Linked DNA regions of Mus musculus: all the other regions are linked to region 3. The links are chromatin contacts, called in public Hi-C and HiChIP or PLAC-seq maps. All regions are on one chromosome and are shown on one strand. Each heading gives the region's core, a stretch centred on a gene start, on an enhancer-like site or on the middle of the called end of the contact. The rest is flanking DNA. Distances are from core to core; before and after follow the strand shown.

Region 1 (2,843 bases), core at 103-2,602, 96 kb before region 3:
AGGAGTCTCTGTCACCACATCCTTTGCTGCCTCCCTCATCCCTACACTCCATCGTCCTCACTGTCCGTCCTCAAGTGTTTTTCCCATGGTGACCTAGCACCCAGCGTGGTGGCGCACGCCTTTAATCCCAGTAGCAGGGAGGCAGAGGCAGGCGGATTTCTGAGTTCAAGGCCAGCCTGGTCTACAAAGTGAGTTCCAGGACAGCCAGGGCTACACAGAGAAACCCTGTCTCGGGGGAAAAACAAAAAACAAAAAAACAAACAAACAAACAAAAAACACAAGGAACTCTCAGGCAGCTTTCTACAAGGCTGTCAGATCTCAGCCTCCCTTAAAACACTGGCCCGAGGGGGCCCTGCATCCCAGGTGACAGCCCAGACTCTAGGACACAGCAGGGCTGGAGTAGCTGCTCTTCAGCACTGTCTGTGTCCTGTGAGGGGGGCCTTCCACTCCAATGTCACATTGAATGCCAAGAGCTTGGGACCCCAGAGGCCAGGTCACCTGCTGCATCCAGAGGTCACAGTGTCAAATGTGAAGGGGCCTCTGGGGTGGAGCAGGAGAGCCCACAGCTGAGGAGCTGGCCTGAATTGGCAAAAACCTGCAGAGGCAGCTGGGGCTGGTGGCTGAGAAGTGGCCCAGGAGACATAGCCTGGGGTTCTGAAGACATTCTGTCCAACGGCTCACCCGAGACATTTTCAGGACAGAAACACTGGGCTCAGAGATATTCTCTCTCACTACAGTGCTGCAGTGCGAGCCAGAGTCTGTTGCATGCAAGGCAAGCACTCCCGTTGGGCTACACTCTCTGCAGAAGACATCTTTTCCCAATTTACAACCACTGGTAGGGGCAGAGCTGGGGTGTGTGCAGGTGGGTGACTCTGAACACCACCTTAAGCAGGTTTGCACCAAGCCCCTCCTGAACCCAAGGTGGGAGGAGCCACAGAGCTGGGGATTTGTTTTGTATGGGAGACTTAAGCCTTACCAGTCCCACATCAGATGTACTGTGCTCCCACCCACCTGCCTCTCTGTTGCTGTGGAATGGCAGGTGGAGCTGGTGGCCAGCCCAGCCCAGCCAGGAACAATAGCTGTATGAGCCAGCCACTGACAGAGCATCTGAGCACGGTCCAGCAGGGGCAGCATCTACACCACTACTCCTGGAACTGCAGAAAAAGCCCTGGGCAGTCACAGAGCCTAGGACTGGCTCCCAAAGGACCTTCTGGCTTGGACACTTTTTTCCAGAGCTGGAATTATGTCTTCAGGGTACCCACTATTTGCATCATCAAGCAGAACCATTATAGTCAACCCAGAGCTAATCAGAGGCACGCTGGCACCCTCCCTTCCCTGACTGGGCTCAGCTTCTTAGGGGCAGCCAACAGGCCAGACAAAGGGCTGTCTGCAAATTGAGGTCAGGACCAGCCTGGGAGACAGGCCTGCTGTGAGGGCGATAATTGAGCCCACTCTAAGGTGTTGGGGTTGGGGGGAGCATTAATTGGAGAAAGACTGAGAAGAAAGGAGGGGGTGGCTGCGGGGGGGGGGCACAAGGGGACACAAGGGGGGTAAGGGGAGGGGGCGGCAGCTGGGAATGCAGTGAACAAAGGGTTAACTAAGGAGCCTGGATACCAGGTCAATTCTGAGAGTGACTTGGAGAGACATGGCCCGCCCAGACAGTCCAGTCACACTGCTGATAGCCTCTCTCTGGCCAGGTCCCAGGTCAGACGATGAAGTCTGGAGTACTCTGGACCACAGGCTCTTGAGTCCATCAGAGGATTAGCCCAGAGGCCTTGGGGAGCACTGTAAGTGTGTGGGTGGTGAGTGCACCGGCTGACCAAGGTTAGACCAGTCCTCAGGACCCCAGAGGGAGCCCTCTGTCCACACCCCCTCCCCTCCCCCACAGCACTCGCATCCCCCTCATACAGAATTCCAGCCTGACCCCACAATCTCTCCTCTTCCACACAGTTACCTCCAGAACCCTCAGCCATCCTCCCTTAAAGGCTACCCTACACCACTGTGGGACCACACAGGACCCAGGAGACCGCCATGCCAATTATGGAGGGTTTAGGGAGAGAGTGATTACTCCAATATCAACCTTGGTCACCGCCTGCCTGCAGACTCTAACGGTCCTGGCCTCCCCACAGGCTCTGACCATGTCTAACCTCCTTCTGCTACCACAGACCCTGTTCTCCTGGTCCTTCCATCCCGCTGGGAGGCTCTACCCACTAAACCCATAACCACAGTCTCCTCCATGGAAAGTCAAGTGAGCCACACCCAACTCCACCTCTGCCCTGCTGGTCATCAGGTCTGGGAGATCCCTTCCCATCTCTGAGCCTCAGTTTATCCTTTGAACGTTCAGATAGCGGTTCTTCCATTGGGGTCCTATGAGATGCCAGACAGGTATGACAAAGAGCTTGTCTCACTTCAGGGGCCTCCAGCTCTCCATCCCTCCCCTAAAGCTGCCCACTTAGGGTGGGAGCCCCGAGGAGCAGGCCCCATGGTTAGCAGAGCATTAGGCTGGCCTAGGCTGGCCTCCAACTCTCCAGTAAGCCTCACCTCCAGTCTCTTGCCCCTCCAGGGGGAGCTCCTATGAACACAAACCCCTAGGACTAAGCTGAGCACATGGGTGATTTGTCCTTGCTTAGGAGAGAAAGTAGCTTTAGCAAAACATGTCTATTCATGTCTATTTAACTTGCTGTTGGGAAACAAGGTCCCCGTCTGGTCTGCCCCTTTGCTGGTGACAGGAGAGCTGTTTAGTCATGAATTCGGTTCCTTGGATTCTCCCACCTGCTGACAAGGTTGGGATGGGCCGATGAGGCTCCTTGAGCCAGGCTCCCATTCCATAGCCTTTCTCCAGG
Region 2 (2,779 bases), core at 200-2,699, 77 kb before region 3:
CCTCTAAGATTCTCTGCACCATGCCCTGAGGGCAGCAGAGTGCCACTGCCCAAGCAGGCTCCACCCACAAGGTCTGGACCCCAGAGCGGCACTGCAGGACCCAGGCAATGGTGTAGAACTGTCTGCGTGGCTCCCAGGCTGCAGACTGCCATCCCCTGGCCCATTCACTTTAGGGAGCCCAAGGGGGGGGGGGGCTAGCCACGTACTCAGATGGCCTCAGATGACCTCTGTGAAAGCCATGGTTGGCACAGCTTGCCATCTCGGGCAGAATAGAAGGTGTGTAGGTGTGGCCCGGCCTTGCTATGTGGGGACTGACTTAGATATTCCACTTTGGTGGCATTCCGAGTTCAGCTGTTTTGTCAAGCCCTTACACACAGGCATCCTGCCACCCCTACTCAGCCATCTGAGGTTCTGCCTGCTGTGTCCTGGGTACCCCCAGGGTGAGTATTGAACAGCCATGACCCTAAGAGAATTCACTGGGTGGAGGTGTGGACACTTCAGAGAGTGGCCCAGGCTGCGAATTGATTATGTAGTTTGGGATTTTGAGAGATGGCTAACCAGCATGTACTGGTATGACAGGCCTCATATAGAAGCATCTACATGGGCTGCTAAAGTGCTACAGGCCCTTTACCTGCCCCCTCTGGGTCAACTCATCCCACCAAACATCTCTTGAAGTTTCCAGCATGCTGAGCTAGGGACACAGGAGGTAGGTAACGGCTAGGGTAGTCCCAGGCTCACAGAGAGTCCCTCAGAGCATGGGACCAGCATACTCTGTAAACCCCTCAGAAGCTCCAATTATGAAGCAAGATGGTGAGGCTCCTGCGTCTCAACCCAGAGCTGGGCACAGAACTCAGCAGACACAGAGCAGACATCCCCAGCTTGTATAATCACGCCACTAGGCAGAGGCAGCTACAGTGCCTGATCATGGCTGTTGAGCTGTGCCTACATTAAGGCACGGCCAGGAGAACAGGTCTTTGACCTGCGGCATGCCGGTGCAATCCGGAAGATCTTTTTCCAATTACCCAAACACGGGAGTCTGGTTTTCCATGTCAGAGAACAAATATTTCATCATTTTTATCTTTCCTGTCAAGCCCAGAGGAGCTGCTCGCTGCAGTCTCTTGAGAGTCTCTGTGTAAAGTGATCAGGGCTGGGCTCGGCTGCCGGCAGACCATGAGCTTCAAGGGTAAGATGCTGTCTGGCTCTTGGCCCAAGAAAACAGGTTACCAACTGGCCTTGCCCTTGCCCAAAGGATTTATGTGTCATCCTGGTAGCCATTACCCAAGGGCTTTCCATACCCGACCCTGGTACGTGGCCCTTGGCTGGGGCCTCACAAACGGCCTCCTCACAAGCAGAAGGGAAACTCTTCTCTTTACCTGGTACCCTGAGGTCCAACTGCTAGGATGCTCCCAATGCCCACCCTGCCTGCCTGCCAAGCTGCTCCTGGTACCCCTGGGTGCTTCAGCCCACCTATAATCTCTCTCTGTGTCCTGCTCCCACCGATGGCTAGACACTAAACTCCACCTGTGGCTGATGCCAGGTCCTACTGGTTTCAGCTCCTTGTGCCCCCCAGAGCCTGGCACTTCGCTGTGGTTCAGGGAACACAGGAGCCTCTGAACAGGAATGAGAACTTCAAGGACCCGGGGCCCTCATCTGTCAGACAAGGAGCTTTGAATGGCCTGCTGTGTGGCCCAAAGGCTGACACTCCCAAGCAGGTGCGCTCTGCCAGCTCCAGTGTTGCCCAGTCTACAGAGCAGGAGCTTGGGGAAGATAAGGAAGAGTGCCCTCAGGTGGGGGGGGGGGGGCTGCACATCCCGATAGGAGGCTGGGAAGCAGGCATGAAGGAGTCTGCGTCGGGGAGGACCTGGGAGGTGCCCTGAGTCCTGGGCCACATCTCCAGAGACTCTGCCCCCACCCCCAGGGGGCATCAGAGTTGAGCCATATTTTGTGGAGAGAAATGTTTGGGAAATCTGACTCTTGCTAAAATGCAGCTGCCTCAGTTACAAATACAGATAAGAGCATTTAGCACAAGATCGTGAAGTGACCCACTATGTTGCAGGACCAGCAAGGGGAACCAGAGAAGGGGACCCAACACCAAGATTTTTGCCAGCTCCCTCTCTGGGCTCCTACCTGCCCATCCTGGGGAACACACAGATCCCAGTGGGTAACGAGCACCCCAGTTCTCACCACCATGCTGAGCCTACCATAGTTAGAAGTAGAGAGACTAGATCAAGCCACCTGTGTACACTCTGGCCAGTCCAGCCAGGTTAATGAGCATGAAGTGGAGTCCCTTGTAGGGTTTCCCTGTGTCCCAAGAAGGTCTTGGGGGCTGTCCATCTATGTGAGTGAGTCAGATCTGGGTACCAACATCCAGAGAAGTAAGCTCAGGTCTCTGTCCCCAAAACAAGCACTTTGGGCTGAATCAACAGAACGTCAGGCTTCTTTCCCGTAGACTAATAAATAAATCCATGTTCGGAAGAATCCCCAAGCCAGGGAACATCTGTATATCAGAGAAACGGCTGTCAAGCTTAACAACGACTGCTCCACAGTCAGCTGTGGCCCCTTCCATAGGCTCCTGTTGTGGCCAGCATGTCTGGGCCTCCTGAAAGCACTGAGTTATTTATGGACTAGGAATCCAGACCAGAGACACCAAGCAGCCGCAAATTGACCCTCCTGCCCGCCTGCCTCCTATTTATCCAGGATGAGGTGAGAAACTGACATTGTATATTCATCCCAAGCCCCCAGAACCTGTCACTACACCCTTATTTACCGACAGACCCTG
Region 3 (2,705 bases), core at 31-2,530:
AGCGCCTGCCTGCCATGCTGCAGCCTGGGAAACCCCGAGGCTCAAGAGTCATTACCCACACGGAAGGCCTGGGCCCCAGAGGCAGAGAGCCAGGGCAGGGCACAGGCCCATAACAGACACTGAGTAGGTATGGGACAATGATGCACGGCCCCCGGGTGCAGAAAGGGGCCCACTCTCTCACCTTTTATGCCCTCTCTATACAGGCATGCCAATGTCCAGATGCCCAAAGTGCCTCACCATGACAAGCCCTGCCCTGGGAGTGAGGTCCCGTCTTCCCCTTTTCTACCCCTCCCAAACACAGACTGATTCCAGCTGTGGGACATCTGTGGCTAGGAAAGAAATTTACCCAACCCCCTATGACACGCAGCAGGCCTCCTAGGGTGAGGTGCACCAACACACACTCTTGCAGACTATGGCACGGGGTGGGGGTGGGGGCACGATGAACTCGCCACGCTCCAAGCCCCAGCCCCAAAGATTCCCAAGTTCCAGCCCTTCCCTGTTTGAGATATGGCCTGAAGAGGGGTCACTTACCCGGAGAGGAGTCCCGGGCCCGCTGACCAACTTCCACGCCTGTCGTTTTAGCTCCACGAGCTTCGTGTGGCAGTGGCGGCACCACCCGCCCCCACCGGCCGAGTGGCTCTGCTCAGCGCTGGCCCCGGCGCCCTCCGGAGCAGGGCGGCTGCTGCATGGGTCTTGATCGAGCCCGGCGGGCAGCCTCTTGCGCGGGGATACCTCAAGTGGCGGGGTCTCTCGAGCCGGGCCGCACTCAGCCACCTGCGGGGGTTGGAGATGGGACAGTAAGCCCAAACCTTCGCGCGGCGCCACTGCGGGACTCCACGCGGCCGACTCCAGACCCAGTCGCTCACGCCCCTAAAGCCACGCTCGCACAAAAGTTAGGGCCCTGGATGCAACGCCAGGAGTCCCTGAAGAAGAAGCCCCAGCCCGACGCTCGGGGCCCCGTCCCGCTCCGCGCCCCACCCCTAGAGGGCGCTGTACACCCCGCTAGCATCATCGTTGTCCTGGGCTCTGAACCCGGTGCCCGTCGAGCCCAGCCGCCCGCTCCTAGCAGGGCCTTGCGTACCGCGGGCTGCACCGCACACAAGGAGGCGCCGCGGCCGACCATGGCACGGTCGCAGGAAGGGATACGTTGGCTCTCGGGGTACAGTGGCTACGTGATCCGGCCCAGGGGCACCCCCATGGCCAGGCCTGCTGCTCTGAAGTTGGCAGAGCAGGCGAGTGGCGGAGAGCACGCTGTGGACGCGACCGGCTTGCTCCGGGACAGGCTGGGCGGGGGCGGGCCAAAGCTTGTAGGGGGAGGGAAGGGGGCGGGACGCCAGAGCGCCGCCCCCATCCTGAGCAGAGCCAAGTGGGCGGGGGTCCCGCTCCTCCTTGCGGCCCCGCCTACTGCTAGGACCCCCAACCTGTTAGTTGAGTGTTGATGCGGGAGGGGCGGTGGGGGCTGCCGAGACACAAGTTACGCGCACGCATGCGCCTCTGTCTCTCCTGAGCGAGGATGGAGTGCGCCTCCTGGGAGGCACCCAACACTCTCATCACTTTGCGAGCGGGAAAACTGAAGCTTTTGCCCAAGATCGCACAGCACGAAAGCGGGTGGGGGTGGGGGGATGGGGGGTAATGAAAGGGGCTGGACCCGGGCCAACGGCTTCCCCAGAACACCCAGAGCACTTGAGTGTGTCTGGCCATGCTTTGGCGCCAACTGTCTCTCATGGATGAGGGTCGTGTTTCAAGAAGTGCAGTGAGGGGCTACGAACTGTCTCGAAGTGTCCTTGCAGCCGCGCCTGTGCCTTAAAATGGATTGCACACTGAGCCGCCTGCGAAGTGGGAGGAAGCGCTGCGGCTTGGCCCTGGGGGTGTGCCGGACCTGTTGTCTGCCGGCCTGGCAGATGGGGAGTTAGCTCCGGAATTAATTGCCTGTTTGTCTCCGACCCGGAGGTCTCCCTCCTTCCCCAGCGACCAGTTGTTGCTCTCGCCCAAGTCAGACCCCAAATGTCACCACCTTCTGAGGTCGCGGGGGACTCCGGCCCAAGCTCTGGATCAACCCGAAACCCCAGATAGGAGCCAGGCGGGATCTGCGGCGTGGCTCCCCGTGACACAAGCGCCACCTGCCGGCCGTAGTGAGCACAGGTTTCGAGGGCGCAGAGACAGGACACCACGCGTTCTGAGCGCAGAGCTTTCCGCTTGAGGCTGAGACTTAGGACAGCTGAGCCAGGGTGATTCAAGGAAAGACCCTGGTCGGACATCCCCAGAGCAGTCAGACCTTCGCACGGTATAAGGTCTGTCAAACGACCTCTCCTTTCCCCACCTGGACCCTGCTTACTTAGCCCTCCACTCCTACGCACTATTGGCCAAGAGTGGGATGAAGATCCGGTTTTCCAGGTCATCTACGACTTAAAAGAGTCTGTAAACACGACAGGAAGTCATGAATAAACTGGGAACGGGCTCCCCACTTTCTGCAACCCCCAAGCCTCCAGGCCCTTCTCAGCCTTGCGAAGGGAAGACAGGCAGGCGACGGCCCACCATGGGATCCGGGTAGCCTCAGGCACCACCCTCCTCAGTCCACCCCTGCAAGCACTACAAACAGCGTCACCCCGCCCGCCCCTCTACCGCACTGAAACAAACACCCGGGGCCCAGGAGGCTCATACATTGTTATCGACTTACACACACGCACACATACTCCTCACACGCA

Evidence for each region. A called contact is a pair of places that touch in the nucleus more often than the background predicts. HiChIP or PLAC-seq counts read pairs in DNA pulled down with a chosen protein or histone mark.
Region 1: an H3K4me3 HiChIP or PLAC-seq map of embryonic forebrain shows a contact between it and region 3, with 3 times the contacts expected there. The contact joins the enhancer-like site here to the promoter of Kif26a in region 3. A contact is called at or near these places in 11 of 39 promoter capture datasets (the 3T3-L1 cell line, 3T3-L1-derived adipocytes, HPC-7-derived erythroid cells and 7 more), 1 of 15 datasets of contacts at CTCF or cohesin (the NIH/3T3 cell line), 9 of 484 Hi-C or Micro-C datasets (embryonic stem cells, epiblasts, granulosa cells and 4 more), 10 of 115 datasets of contacts at active chromatin or transcription factors (craniofacial prominence, embryonic forebrain, embryonic hindbrain and 6 more) and 2 of 9 other capture datasets (embryonic stem cells and pancreatic islet).
Region 2: a contact with region 3 is called in a Hi-C map of the N1E-115 cell line, with 3 times the contacts expected there. The contact joins the enhancer-like site here to the promoter of Kif26a in region 3. A contact is called at or near these places in 11 of 39 promoter capture datasets (the 3T3-L1 cell line, 3T3-L1-derived adipocytes, cranial neural crest and 6 more), 12 of 484 Hi-C or Micro-C datasets (the N1E-115 cell line, cerebral cortex, embryonic fibroblasts and 6 more), 12 of 115 datasets of contacts at active chromatin or transcription factors (craniofacial prominence, double positive thymocytes, embryonic forebrain and 8 more) and 1 of 9 other capture datasets (embryonic stem cells).

The regions. Positions count from the first base shown.
Region 1 is chr12:112,240,345-112,243,187 of GRCm38.p6, reverse strand. The region is part of intron 1 of Gm36894 (a long non-coding RNA gene); the gene reads right to left. Among named protein-coding and RNA genes, the nearest start is that of Gm36894, 23 kb to the right of the region's middle. Within about 2 kb of position 1,352, at least 29 of the 459 cell types and tissues checked have an H3K27ac peak or open chromatin away from gene starts, as enhancers often do. A contact at or near this core is called in embryonic forebrain and epiblasts, where this site is marked.
Region 2 is chr12:112,222,326-112,225,104 of GRCm38.p6, reverse strand. The region is part of intron 1 of Gm36894 (a long non-coding RNA gene); the gene reads right to left. Among named protein-coding and RNA genes, the nearest start is that of Gm36894, 5.1 kb to the right of the region's middle. Within about 2 kb of position 1,449, at least 9 of the 459 cell types and tissues checked have an H3K27ac peak or open chromatin away from gene starts, as enhancers often do. A contact at or near this core is called in the N1E-115 cell line, where this site is marked.
Region 3 is chr12:112,144,783-112,147,487 of GRCm38.p6, reverse strand. Kif26a (kinesin family member 26A) reads right to left here and starts at 1,280. Exons shown (of 16, transcript NM_001097621.1): 1 at 1,082-1,280; 2 at 532-774. The coding sequence starts at 1,123.